Linked DNA regions of Mus musculus: region 2 is linked to region 1. The links are chromatin contacts, called in public targeted proximity ligation maps. All regions are on one chromosome and are shown on one strand. The core of a region is the stretch at or near the end of the contact, and the rest is flanking DNA. Distances in the headings are between cores, read along the strand shown.

Region 1 (6,206 bases), core at 641-3,140:
CTAGAGGGTCCCCCCACCTCTTATTTCCCAAGGTTGTCTGTTTCCATTCTTTTGGCTGGGCCTCAGGGCTTCAGTCCTGTCCCCACCTCCAATACCTGATCATGTCCCCCTTTTCCCTCCCTGTCCCTTATCCCACCCAGGTTCCTCCCTCCCTCTGCCACTTACCCCCAAGTCCCCATGATTGCTTTCTTCTCCCTCCCAAGTGGGATTATGGCATCCTCACTTGGGCCCTTTGGCTTGTTAACCTTCTTGAGTTCTGTAGATTGTATTCTGGGTATTCTATATGTTTTTTGGCTAATAACCACTTATTAGTGAGTATATACCATGCATATCCTTCTGGGCCTGAGTTACCTCACTCAGAATGATATTTTGTAGTTCCATCCATTTGCCTGCAAACCTCATAATGTCCTTGTTCTTAATAGTTGAGTTGTACTCCATTGTGTAAATGAACATTTTCTGTATCCATTCTTCCATTGTGGGACATCTGGGTTGTTTCCAGCTTCTGGCTCTCACAAATAAGGCTGCTATGAACATAGTGGAGCATGTGCCCCTGTGGCATGGTGGGGCATCTTTTGGGTATATGCCCAAGAGTGGTATAGCTGGGTCTTTAGGTAGACCTATTTCCAATTTTCCGAGGAACCTCCAGTAGCATATTACTTTTTAAAAAAATGTAAAAGATGTGTGTGCGTGTATGTTCCCACAGAAGCCAGAAGAGGATGTTGGATCATCTGGAGCTGGGGTTACAGGTGGTTGTGGTTGCTAAAAACAAGTGTACTTCATTGCTAAGCCATCTCTCCAGCCCCTGGTATCACTCTTCGACAGGACTCTTGAACTTGCTCTTGGTCTAGGGATGCAACACACCCCATTTGTCTCACTGCTTCTCCCAGAGCTTGTCAGAGTCTTTTAGGGTCTTAATCAGGTCTGTTTTGCTTTCCACAAGTTTGTAGACTGTCTCTTGTTTCTTCACCAGGATCAGGACCAACCACAGTTTGCTTTTCAGAGATCCAAGTTTCAAATAGCCCAGCCAAAGATAACCTTGAATGTCACCTCCTGTTTTTACCTCCCAAGATCACAGCCACGCACTACCTTGCCAGGGCCAAAAACCAAAAATTAAAAAGATACAGACTTCAAGCATCAGAGAAGGAGGAAGAGGAGGAGGAGGACGGGGAGGAGGAGGAGGAGGAGGAGGGAGAGGAGGAGGAGGAGGAGGAGGAGGAGGAGGAGGAGACACCATCACCAGTTAGAGGCAGTCAGAACTTTGTACTTAGAAGGGACAAATAAACCTGATATATAAAAATAAAAATTTTAATTACAACACTTTTAAAATCCAAATGGAACAGAGCAATCTTATAATTTGTGGAGCAAGAGAGGTCAGGAACAATTGTCAAAGCCTTTATTTTATTTTATACTCCAAATTAACGTAGTGATCACGAAATGTATCAAAAATGCTAAAAGTACAGAAGTACAGTGGGTTACTTTTGTTTTTAACCTTATCCCCGAGATCTGAAGGGTTCTTTCTCCTGTACTTTCTTTCCTTTGCTTACTACATTACAAGATCTAACTAAACGCGCTACTTTACACTTCATGCATAAAGTAGCACAGGCGTGCAAAAGGAGGTCAGCAACCCGCCTCCTCCCCGGGTGGGCCGGTGAAGCGGGCCTGGTGCAGCCATCCGGAGGTCCCTGGGTAAAGGCCACTCTGGGACACGGCTGCTCGGAGAAGTGCGGGGGAAGCCTCCTTCCTCCACGCCTAGTGAACCAAAACTCCACCAAAAGCCACCGAGCTCGAAGAGCCGGCCCAACCCAGCGGTGCTGCGGCCCTCCCTGACCCGGAAGTGCTCGGCGGCCTCGGCGAGAACGCGCCTGAGCCAGCGCGCGCGCGCGCCCCCGCGGAACTCCCGCCGGCGGCTGGGCTCTGCCGGAGGCGCGCCCGATCGCGGCGGCCGCCAACATGGCCGAGTCGAACGAGGAGGTGGCGGTGCTGGTGCAGAGGGTGGTGAAGGACATCACCAACGCCTTCCGAAGGAACCCGCACATGTGAGTGGCGCGCCCTGCGCCGCCGGGGTCGTCGGGGGCGGCTCGGGGCCGCGCTCTAGTCCACTCGCCGGGGCCGCTCGGGGCCCACGCGCGCTTCCGACAGGCGGAGCGCGGCTGGGACTGTCGCGCCGAGCCGGCTGGCCGTTACCAAGACGCGTGGCGGGGCAGTGCCGGGGAGCGACCTCCGAGAGCCACGTCGGAGCGTGGAGTTTTCTGCCCTGCGCGACGCGTCCCGGGAGTTGTGGCAACTCTTCTCCCCGCCGCCCTCCGCCGGGATGCGCTTGCCCCGCGGGCCACTACCGTGGGTCTCTGTGTCTTGGAGGCGACTCTCGGTTGCATCCAGTGCGTGGCTATAGAGGATTATCCACCCCATCATACTCCCTACAGCCCCCTTTCGGGTTAACTAAAGGTGATTGGAAGCTGCCTTTGACTTTTCGACTCGCTTGTCACAAAATTGCAAAGCGAGTCGGATGTAACAATTTTTGAAGGTGACCTGAGTGGATCTTATAAAGCTGTTGCAAACTGGATACTTTTTTTTTATTAGTAGCGCGTCCGAAGTTACAGACGAGCATCTTAAGGCATTCTTACCTAGCATTGTTGCCTTCTAAAAGTTCACTCCTGAACTGATACATATATTATCTCTTTCTCCTCCCTTTCCATTTTATTTGTTACTCTCTAGGAAGATACTCTTAAGATTGTATTTTTCTTTTCCTGATACTCTCCCTTTAACGAATGGAAAGGAAGCTACTAAAGAGTTACCTACATCAGTATACAAAAGAATAAGAAGCCAGAATGTAGCCCATTCCTGGGGAAACAAACATGAAGTCCGGTTTTGTATTATTTTCTCATTGGTTATACAATTTATTTTTAATATTTTAATTTTTTTTACTAAAACACATGAATTATTTTTACGCATTCTAGCCTCCTTAGCTTTTCCACTAAATGAAAGGCCAAACACTTTAATCAAGTGTTCTTTTCCTCCAAGATGATCTCAGAAAAGAATTTAGAAGTCCTCAGATGGCCTGCTTTCTTCTCTCAATTAAGGACTTAAAACTGTACTTCCTTCAAGACAAAAGACTACTGGCCTCTAAACATACCTGCCAGCCCCGACAGCCCCTAAGTCGTCCTCCTTTCCTCTTTTGACTGCTGACTTTTTTCCCCAATGAGTGTTTGGAGTGATTTCCTGGCAGTAGCCATAGTGGCTGCTGGGCCTTTTAAGGAATGCTTTGATGTCTTGTGTGTCTGTCTTTGAGGCCCTTTTTGAGAATTCCAGCTGCAGAGCAAGTAAAAGACACATCCTTTGGGGGGGGGGGGGAAGCTGGGCAAGTGAGAAGGTTCATTTTTTAATCACTGGTGTCATTTTCTAAAACATTGTAACAAAGGTTAGACATTTAATATCGTGATCACTCCAGTTTCTCATCTTTGAGGTGGACAAAAAATACTATATTTGGCGAAATTATGATTAGTTAGTTCTGGAGGTTGACCCAGTGGAATGTGGATCAGGTCTCTGTTTTTCTGGATCATCAAAAACTCCTAAAGGGCTTCAACTCCTCTCTCTTCATCATAATTTTATTCTGCGGTCTCACTAATATATACTCTGTCAACATAGAATTTATGGCTATTTGTAAGTATTTGGGTCATTTGAATTTATAAAGGTTTGAAAGAAGTGAAGGCTTGAGAGAAGTTGGGCACTTGAAGTAAGTTTCGTAAGCTGTAAACATTGAAATCGCTCAATTCATTGTTTAGTATTTGTCAGCAGCTGTATTTTAGTACATATTCCATACAGTAGGAGTATCTTCTATCCATCTTTTAAAATGTCTTTTGTGTTAGACTTTTCAGAAGTGCCAATATGTCTTTGCTTAATCTAGCCTTTTTAGACTCAAGAAGGCTGTATTTCTAGTTTTAAAAACAGATATTATCTACCTTTAAAGTTACTATCTAATAACAGTATTATAAAAGTTTTTCATTAATTACCTTTGTTTCCTGTCTTCTCCAAATTAAGATAGGTTGCCAATTTATTTGTTACCATCTACTCTCTTGAATATATTAACTTTGTTTCTGTAGAAATGTCTGCCTGAAGCAGCCAAAGGCTCTGTGCTATAGGAACATAGGAACGATGCTTCTGTCGGCTATGACTGAGTTCCCCCAGGCTCAAGGCTGTCTTGATCTTGAAAGGCCAATGAGCATTCAGAGCGCCAGTTAACCTAGGTCCCTCCACTCCTTGCCAGAACACTTTGCAAAGTGGAAAACATAACATAAATATTGTTCACATGGGTGACTGAGAATCCTTTTGGGTTCTCTGCAACTAGTGGCTTGACCCAGGAATATTTATTACCAGGAGGTATAGACTGTGCCTTAATGTGGAAGGCAGCTATCTACTGTATAACCTAATTAGGTCATCATGTTAATATTCTCTTATCCAGAAAATTGTTCTTTTTCAATTGAATGTTGTTTTAGTTAGGGCTTTACTGCTATGAACAGACACTGTGACCAAGGCAACTCTTATTATAAAGACCAACATTTAATTGGGGCTGGCTTACAGGTTCAGAGGTTCAGGCCATTATCATCAAAGTGGGAGAATGGCAGCATCCAGCAGACATGATCAGGAGAAGCTGAGAGTTCTATATCTTCATCTGAAGGCTGCTAGAAGACTGGCTTCCAGGCAGCTAGGATGAGGGTCTTAAGCCCATGCCTACAGTGACACACCCACTCCAAGGCCACACCTCCTAATAGTGCCACTCCCTGGACCAAGCATATACAAACCATCACAAATATCTACATTGATTTGAGGTGCATATTCACTATGTGAGACAAAAAGTACAAAATATAGTTTGTGCTGAAGCCAGATTTCTGGTGTGGTTAAATTGTGCATCTGCTATACTAGCCATATGTAGCTATTGGATACTTGGGACTGTTCTTAATGTGAATGAGAGTCGAACTTTTGATTTTTAAGCATAATTATATGAGAAGTAAGTACTATGTTGCCTGGTGTGGCTTTAGTGAAGACCTAAGACTTAACCTGCATGAACAGTAAATTAACCGTACAGTGTAGTTCCCAGTGACGATCCGTTAGCTGTCTATTGGAAGAGAAGGGAGGCTGGGTGTATCCCATGGGAGGCAGTGTTTAACATGAACACCGGAGCAGGTTCTTGACTCTCTGGCCTAATTGTTGCATTCATGTGTATAGCAAAAACAAAACAAAACAAAACAAAAAAACCCCACACATTTGACAGGCCAAATGCTCGTCTAGGGTTAGTCCTACCAGGAGCTGAGCATGTCCAGTAGCGCATAGTTGAGCAAAGGGCTCTATCCTTAATGCGATTTCAAACCGATCCACACATAACTGGTGAAAGTAGGCAGAAAGGTAAGGAAGACATCATGAATAGTGATACCCAGGAGACTTTATTTGACTTACAAGGCCAAGATAGTTCTTTCAGGGAAGCTAGCATTTGAATTGAGACACTTTTAATCCATAGGAGGGCTACTAAGTAAGGGCATAATAATGAAACACAGTTTAAAGTTGTCTGCAGATTGATGAATATGAAACTAAGAATATAATGGTCTTACACGTGTAGTTTACTCATTTAAATGATAGTATAGTTTTTAAAGTTTTTGTTTAGAATTTGAGTCCTAGATTTGAATCTTCATGTTTTATTTTTAGTCCAATATACTTAAGTAAGATTCTCTTATCTGTAAAATGGGGTGAAGATTTTTACTGTAGATTATTATTGCTCAGAGTAAATACAGACTGTGGCATACAATAAACAGCAATTTCTGTTTTTTCTAAATAATGTCAGTAATATAGTTTCAGCGGTATACAAAGTTATTTATCTTTAAAGTTAAAAATTATTTCAGAGACCTACTAGGTCTCGGAAATATCTTCACTACCAGTTAGGGGTTTAATGATTAATATACAAGCATTAGTTCTTATAGATATTTTACTGTGTCCTTTTTAATCATTCTAAAAAGAATTAGAACTTATAAGACAGAAATAGCTATTCAATAAAGATATTGATACAGTTTCCTGAACCTGGGCTGTCTTTTGTTCTGTTGTGACACTTTACAGAGTTCATGTTGAGTATTGTCGAAAGCTTATGCCCAATGTGATCTCACATTCTGTAAAAATACTTAAGGATGGCAAAAAGATGTATACCAAATGTTAGTGACAGT
Region 2 (7,069 bases), core at 778-3,277, about 20 Mb after region 1:
ACAGAGCTATAATAAATACATAAAAGTAAAAGATGTTAGAGGAAGGGAAAGCCTAAATCCATAAAGTCAGTTTATAGATATTAAGACAACCTAAGAGATACATGAAGCGGCTGTGATTTATGTATGATCTTAACACTGGAGAGGTAAAAATATATAGAAACAACGCCCAGCAACAGTTAAGACTGAAACTGGTCCTGATAATGAAACTCCTACTAATAAAAAGCCAACCTGTTCTAAGGCAGAGCAGGCTACCAGTTTCCCCATCTGTAATGGAGCGAGCTAGAGTAGATGAGGCCCAACGCTCCCTTTTTGGCTGATAACCTGATTCACCAAGAGTAAATGACTCACCTGGTCACTCCTCCCAGAATAACTGCTCCAGCCACTGTCCCACTGCACACCAGAAGCCATCGGCCCACCGCCCGCTCGGCTGCCCTCGAAGGAAGGGACACTGTCCCTTTTCCGGATTGCAGAGCCACTTCAGTGATGGTGCTGTACTGTCCTGGCCTCAGAGGACGCTGGCTGCCACAGCTGCTGCCACACTAAGGAGCAAGACAGAAAATCGTAACTGAAGAATCTGCTACCAACACTTATCCTCAATTTAACTGGAGTAAAGCCCCTGTAAGGCTGCATTTCACAGCTACCGCTCTGGTTAATCACCGACTCTCATCTGCACTACTGAGCCCTTTCTTACTGGGTTCTCAGTCTCTAAATGTGCTATTCCCTCCCACACACTTCCATTTATACTACCCACTGGAGATCGGGGCTGGCATCGTTATGCCCCAGACTTTCCTGGATCTTACAACAGGTTACTGTCACAGCACAAAGTACCTTCCCTACCACAAGCCTTAACACACAGTCATGTATCAGGTGATCTGTCCCTATGCCCCACTAAGCTGGGAGCTCTTCCTCTTGCTCCCTTTGTAGTACTGGGTCCTTACACAGCAAGACCTAATACATATTTGGTACTCGAACTAACAATTGAATGAACTGACTCCTCAAGGGCAGGCACTATGTGGGCATATTTTTTTTTCCAGGAACATAACAAACTCTAGAATTCTCTGGTTTCTCTTCACACCATAAAGATCTTTCACCTTTTACTACTGATTATCAGAGAAGAGAATACATGTCTTCTTTTGAGTCTAACACTAAGAGCAAAAATATGTTGGCCGGGCGGTAGTAGCGCACACCTTTAGTCCCAGCACTCGGGAGGCAGAGGCAGGTGGATTTCTAAGTTCAAGGCCAGCCTGGTCTACAAAGTGAGTTCCAGGACAGCCAGGGCTACACAGAGAAACCCTGTCTCGAAAAACCAAAAAAAAAAAAAAAAAAAAAAAAGTATGTTCAGTTTCCTACTTCTAAGTAACTGGGTATCTTAGACAAGCAACTTAAAGTAAGTCTCAATTTCCTTCACTGTGGAATGGGGCTACATAGGAGTTCCTGACTGCCTGGTGGCTTTTAGCAAAAACCAAATGTGCAAATAAATGCATAAATAAATAAAATAAAAAGAAAAGAAAAATTACTGAGCCTTTATCACGTGCTAAGGGTTTGATGTATATTTAAAATTTTAATCCTTACAAACACCTTGTGTAACAGGTCGTTCTCCCATTCTACAGAAAAGGAAATTGAAACTTAAAAGCTAAGTAAATTGGTCAGTCATACACAGCAGTGGGTAATATTTCCGGATCCGCATTCAGGGAGGTGTCGGGACACAAGGAAATATGTCCTGAAATGAGAAGGCGAGCCGGACTTGCAGGGCGGTCCGTTTACTTTATCCTGGCCTTTTTTATCCCAGCCCGGCTTCCGTGATCCGAGCCAGCAGGAGTGGGTACCTGTGTTCTGGACGCCACCCTAGGGACCAGGAGCCCGACATTGCGGCTCCCCGTCAAGGCCCTCAGGGACGGAAGGAGCAACCGTTGCATGCTGACAGTACAGCGCCACTGCCGGAGCGCCCCAGCGAGCTGCGGTCCGCTTCTCCGCTCCCGAAAGAACAAGCACTTCCGGGTCAGGCGTCGTGCGCGCCCCCTCGCGCTAGGTTGGCCACTGCGCGTGCACGCACGACTCCCTGGGAGGCTGCCGGGCACGGGCGTCGGGGACGCGCCTCCTCCGTCGCTCGCGCGGCCGCGGGGACTCAGTGGAAACCGAAGGCGAGCGAGGGAGGAACGCGGGAAGCATGAAGAAAGGGGCTTCTTGCGAGCGGAAACAGGCGTGGATATCGTCGGGGAAGGCGGGTGCGGAAGGTGGCGGGGCAGGGGGGCGGTCGGCCGGTGGACCCCGGGGTGGGTCCCGGCTTGCCAGGCTTTCCCGCGGTCGAGTTTCTCAGTGCTCCGGAGTCCCGGGCAGTCACGCAGTCCCTCAGCTGCTCCTGGATCCCCGCCAGTCTCGCAAGTGCCCTCAGCGTCCCGCCGCCCCTAGGGCCACAAGAGGGCACCATACCACCTCCCTGTCTCTGTGGTAGATAATAAAAGTGTGGTGACAGCTCTACAACCTAGAGCTGCCACCGAGGGTGGCGAGTGGGATCCGTTCCCACAGCCATTGCGTAACAGATGACTGGTTGCTTCCTGCGGGAGATATGCCTATTAATATGTCAAGACAAATAACTTTTATGAAGGATAAATATCCCTAAACAAAACAGCAAAAGGGGCAATGCTCTGTATTTTGCAAATCTCTTTTAATATCTCACTTGATGGAAGGTAGTTGGATTCTCATACCTGTCTCAGCGTGTTTAAGTGTTCTAAAGCTGCAGTCCGCTCCCAAGAGGCAAATACAGACACAGACTCCCCAAAGCCATCTGGAGTCTCTAACTTTGAGCACTACTGCTTCAAATGTCTTTTTTGATCCCTACTTTTTGCTTTTTGCTCAGGCTCCTGTTGCAACAGTTTGTAGACATTCCCATACTTTTGTATGGAGCTCCTGATACTCCTTCAGCATCTTCAGCCCCACTGGTGGGGCTGTTACCAGATTTGTGGAGTTACTGTATTGTTGTTTACGACCATTGGTTAATGTTTGAATCCTAATCTATGGGACTGATAGTCTTTTATTAAATCAATGACTATTGCAACTTATTAGGAGGTGACAGATTTTTGTTTGTTTCTCCAAGTAATCTTTCATCATAAAAGCAATATCAGGTAGAAGAAGTCAAGCAATATAGAAAGGTAAAAATAATTCCAAATTCATTGCCCAGGAGTAACCACTATTAGAATGTGGTGACTGTTCTCGCAGAGATCAATACATGAAGCATGAATTAAACACTTTAAAAGTGTGTTGGTAATTATTGTGTGGGGGTGGGTACATGTGCCATAGTAAGTGTGTGGAGGTCTGAGGACAGCTTTGTCGAGTTAATTCTCTCCTTCCAACTTTAAATACATTCAGGGAATGAGCTCAGGTTGTCAGACTTGCACAGTAAGTAGCTTTACCCATTGAGCCATTTTCTAGGCTCCAACATTTAAAACTGATAACTAAAAGTGAGTTATATGGGCTGAAGAGATGGCTCAGCGGTTAAGAGCACTGACTGCTCTTCAATTGAACCTGAGTTCAATTCCCAGCAACTACATGGTGGCTCACAACCATCAGTAATGGGATCTGATGCCCTCTTCTAGTGTGGGTCTGAAGACAGCTGCAGTGTATTCATATAAATAAAAATTAAATAAATCTTTTTTAAAAATGAGTTATACATTTAACTTGCAGGAAAACCCCAAAGCTGCTAACACCACACTTTTTATTATCAACATATGAATCTGTAATTCAGATTTTACTGTATATTTGACTTGTTAGCATGGTAGGACCGACCTTTGCTTTCTGAGAGGTGACTATAAAGAATCCTTATAATGACCTTATTAAGGAACTTCACGTCAACTATAACGACCAGATGTTTATCTCATAAATAAGAGGTGAAACTAGGGGTTTAGTGAGAAATATATAAACTCAAGTTATTGGAGTTCAAAAGAAGTAGATAAAAGTTTCTACTTTGGGAGGAAAAAAAAAAAACGTGGAAATGTGACTTGGTATGGTCCTTGGAAAAGTTTAGCATTCGAAGATTAAACTAGAAGGGTTTTGTCAACTGAGATAGTATAATCATTGGCAAAAATGGAGACTGAAGGGAATGAGTCATAAAGAGGAAACCCTGTATCTTAATGGGTTTGAATGCTTAGTATGAGAGCCTTTATGTAAGTTATCTCAGTGTTCAGTACCCTGAGGTAGGAACTGAAGCCCACTCTTGTTTTATAGAAAATGTAAGTAACTTGTCTGGGATCACACAGGGAATAAAGTAGTGGGACCAGGGTTTGAAATCCAATTCTCGTTTTTTATAACGCCTGGCATTGAGAAACACTCTGAGAGTCTGAGCTGGGATACACGGGGATGAGGTCTCTGTGTTAGGGAGATTAGTGTCCCATTTACTGTGTAGTAAAGATGGTTTCAGTTTGGTTTCTTATGTGTGTGTCTGTATATCTATTTCATGGTCTAGAGATGTCAATTTTAATGAATGACATTTTACCACATAGATGGGCCTTAGTGCATCAATTTATTATTCTATTGCACATGTGAATTCAGGCAGCAAAATTATGAAGTATTTATGGGAGATTTGTATTAATTGCTAGTTCCTTCAAGAATGTCTGTTCATATATTTTAGGAGCAGGAAATGGATTTCTTATGGAAGTGTGTGTAGATTCGGTGGAGTCCGCTGTGAATGCAGAAAGAGGAGGTAAGGAAAACTAGATGATACATGATGGCTGGCAACCTTTTGAGAGTCTGAAAATGAATCCTATGAACTGACCTCAAAAGCTTTGCACGTGGGAGGCTACAGCAGAAGTGCCACTATGAGTTCCATGTGAGTTATTGAGACTCCATTAAAAAAATTTAAAAAGCCTTGTCATCTCTCCAATAGCAACAGTCCTTTCAGAAACAACTAACTAGAAAACCTACTGAAGAGCTTGGTGTGGTGGTGCGTGCTTACAGTCCCAGCATGGTCTAATCTGTCTAATCTCCCCATTCCCCAAGCAGGCCACATTTCAAGTCAAGTGTCTATAATCCTGCTAACTCATTAACATGATTATTTTATTGCACTTGACACAAATTTAAAAGTTTGAAAGAGTTTAAAGATCTCTTAGGGGTCTGAGCATAAGAGTTTAGTTTGGCTCCCAGTTTGAAGCACTGAAGGCATGGCAGCAGAGCGTGGTGAGACAGCTGTGTCTGTGTCTTACATTGTGTCTGTAGTCAGGAAACAGAAATGGATGCTGGTGCTCAGTTGGCTTCCTCTCTGTTTTTGGTTTGGAACTCCAGCCTATGAAATAGTGCTACCCACATACAATGTGAATCTTTACTTCTCAGTGAAACTTCTCTGGAAACTCCCTCAAAGATGCACTCAAGAGATGTGTCTACTAGGGGAATCCTAGTCTAGTCAAATATGTGTTTTAATCTATCATAGTTATTTTATTTATTGGTGCTTATAATGTCCTATCTTTGGCTTGTGAGAGCCTTGTTGCTGAGACCTTTTAATACAATCCCAGTAGTCTGAAAGTTCCTTCCCTATCACCATTCCCTTCATCTCAAAATTACCTTGATAGATACTCCAAAGTAACTGGTTTGCTTTTTAAAGCTCTGAGGAATGAGGAATGTTTTGAAACCTTGATGTTACTTTCTACTCTTTTCTCCTAATACTGCCTTTATTCCCTGTCCACAGCAACTCTTTAATATTTTTAAAATTAATTTATTATTATTATTATTATTATTTTGGTTTTTCAAGACAGGGTTTCTCTCTATAGCCCTGGCTGTCCTGGAACTCACTCTGTAGACCAGGCTGGCCTTGAACTCAGAAATCTGCCTGCCTCTGCCTCCCAAGTGCTAGGATTAAAGGCGTGTACCATAACTGCCCGGCTTACTTTTTATTCTTTAATCCCTTTCTACAGTCTAGACTTCATCCCCCTCCCAGTCTCCCCCCCATCCCATCCCTCCTCCCCTCCCCCTCTCCTGTCTCCAAGAGTATGTCCCCACCCCTACCCCACTAGACCTCCCCGCTCCCTGGGGCCTCAAATCTCTTGAGGGTTAGGTACATCTTCTTTCACTGAGGCTAGACCAGGAAGTCCTCTTCTGTATATGTGTTGGGGGCCTCATATCAACTGTTGTATGCTGCCTGGTTGGTGGCTCAGTGTCTGAGAGATCTCTGAGGTCCAGGTCAGTTGAGACTGCTGGTCTTCCCCTGGAGCCACCTCCTCCTCAGCTTCTTCCAGCTTTTCTCCAATTCAACCACAGGGGTCCCCAGCTTCTGTCCATTTGTTGGATGCTAGTATATGCATCTGACTCTTTCAGCTGCTTGTTGGGTCTCTCAAAGGGATACCATGCTAGGCTCCTGCCTATAAACACACCATAGCATCAGTAATAGTGTCAGGCCTTGGATCCTTCCCTTGAGATGGATCCCAATTTGGCCCTGTCGCTGGACCTTCTTTCTCTCATGCTCTTCTCCATTTTTGTCCCTGCAGTTCCTTCAGACAGGAACAATTCTGTGTCAGAGCTTTTGACTGTGGTGGCAACCCCATCCCTCCACTTAATGCCCTATCTTAACGCTGGAGGAATTTGTAGAGTCCACCTCTAGTACTCTAAGTTCCCCCTCCCCACTGTAGAGCACTTCATCCAAGGTCCCTCCCTTTGAGTCCTGAGAGTCTTTCACCTCCCAGGTCTCCAGTACTTTCTAGAGGGTCCTAGCTCCCAAAGTTACCTGTTTCCATTCTTTGTGCTGGCCCTCAGGGCTTCAGTCCTGTCTTCCCCTGACCTCCCCCACCCATACCTGATCATGTTCCCCTCTTCCTGTCCCTTTCCCCTTTCCCACCCAGGTCTCTCTCTTTTTCTGCCCCACCCCCACCCCCCCACCCCCCGCAACTGCTTTCTTCTCCTTGCCAACTGGGATTGAGGCATCCTCACTTGGGTCCTTCAGCTTAACCTTTTTGAGTCCTGTGGGATGTGTGCTGGGTGTTCTGTACTTTTTTTGCTAATATCCATTTATTAGTGAGTACATAGCATGCATGTCCTTTTGGGTCTGAGTTACCTCACTCAGGATATTTTCTAGTTCCATCCCTTTCCC

The links.
Region 2: a contact with region 1 is called in a targeted proximity ligation map of thymic regulatory T cells, with 27 times the contacts expected there. A contact is called at or near these places in 1 of 39 promoter capture datasets (pre-B cells), 9 of 484 Hi-C or Micro-C datasets (CD4 T cells, CD8 T cells, double positive thymocytes and 3 more), 1 of 130 datasets of targeted methods (thymic regulatory T cells) and 2 of 9 other capture datasets (adipose tissue and liver).

What each region holds. Positions count from the first base shown.
Region 1 is chr19:23,685,510-23,691,715 of GRCm38.p6, forward strand. It overlaps Ptar1 (protein prenyltransferase alpha subunit repeat containing 1), which reads left to right and starts at 1,891. Exons shown (of 7, transcript NM_028208.1): 1 at 1,891-2,036. The coding sequence starts at 1,951.
Region 2 is chr19:43,750,996-43,758,064 of GRCm38.p6, forward strand. Cutc (cutC copper transporter) reads left to right here and starts at 2,028. Exons shown (of 9, transcript NM_001113562.1): 1 at 2,028-2,225; 2 at 4,625-4,696. The coding sequence starts at 2,168. It overlaps Cox15 (cytochrome c oxidase assembly protein 15), which reads right to left and starts at 2,005. Exons shown (of 9, transcript NM_144874.4): 1 at 1,827-2,005; 2 at 349-539. The coding sequence starts at 1,916.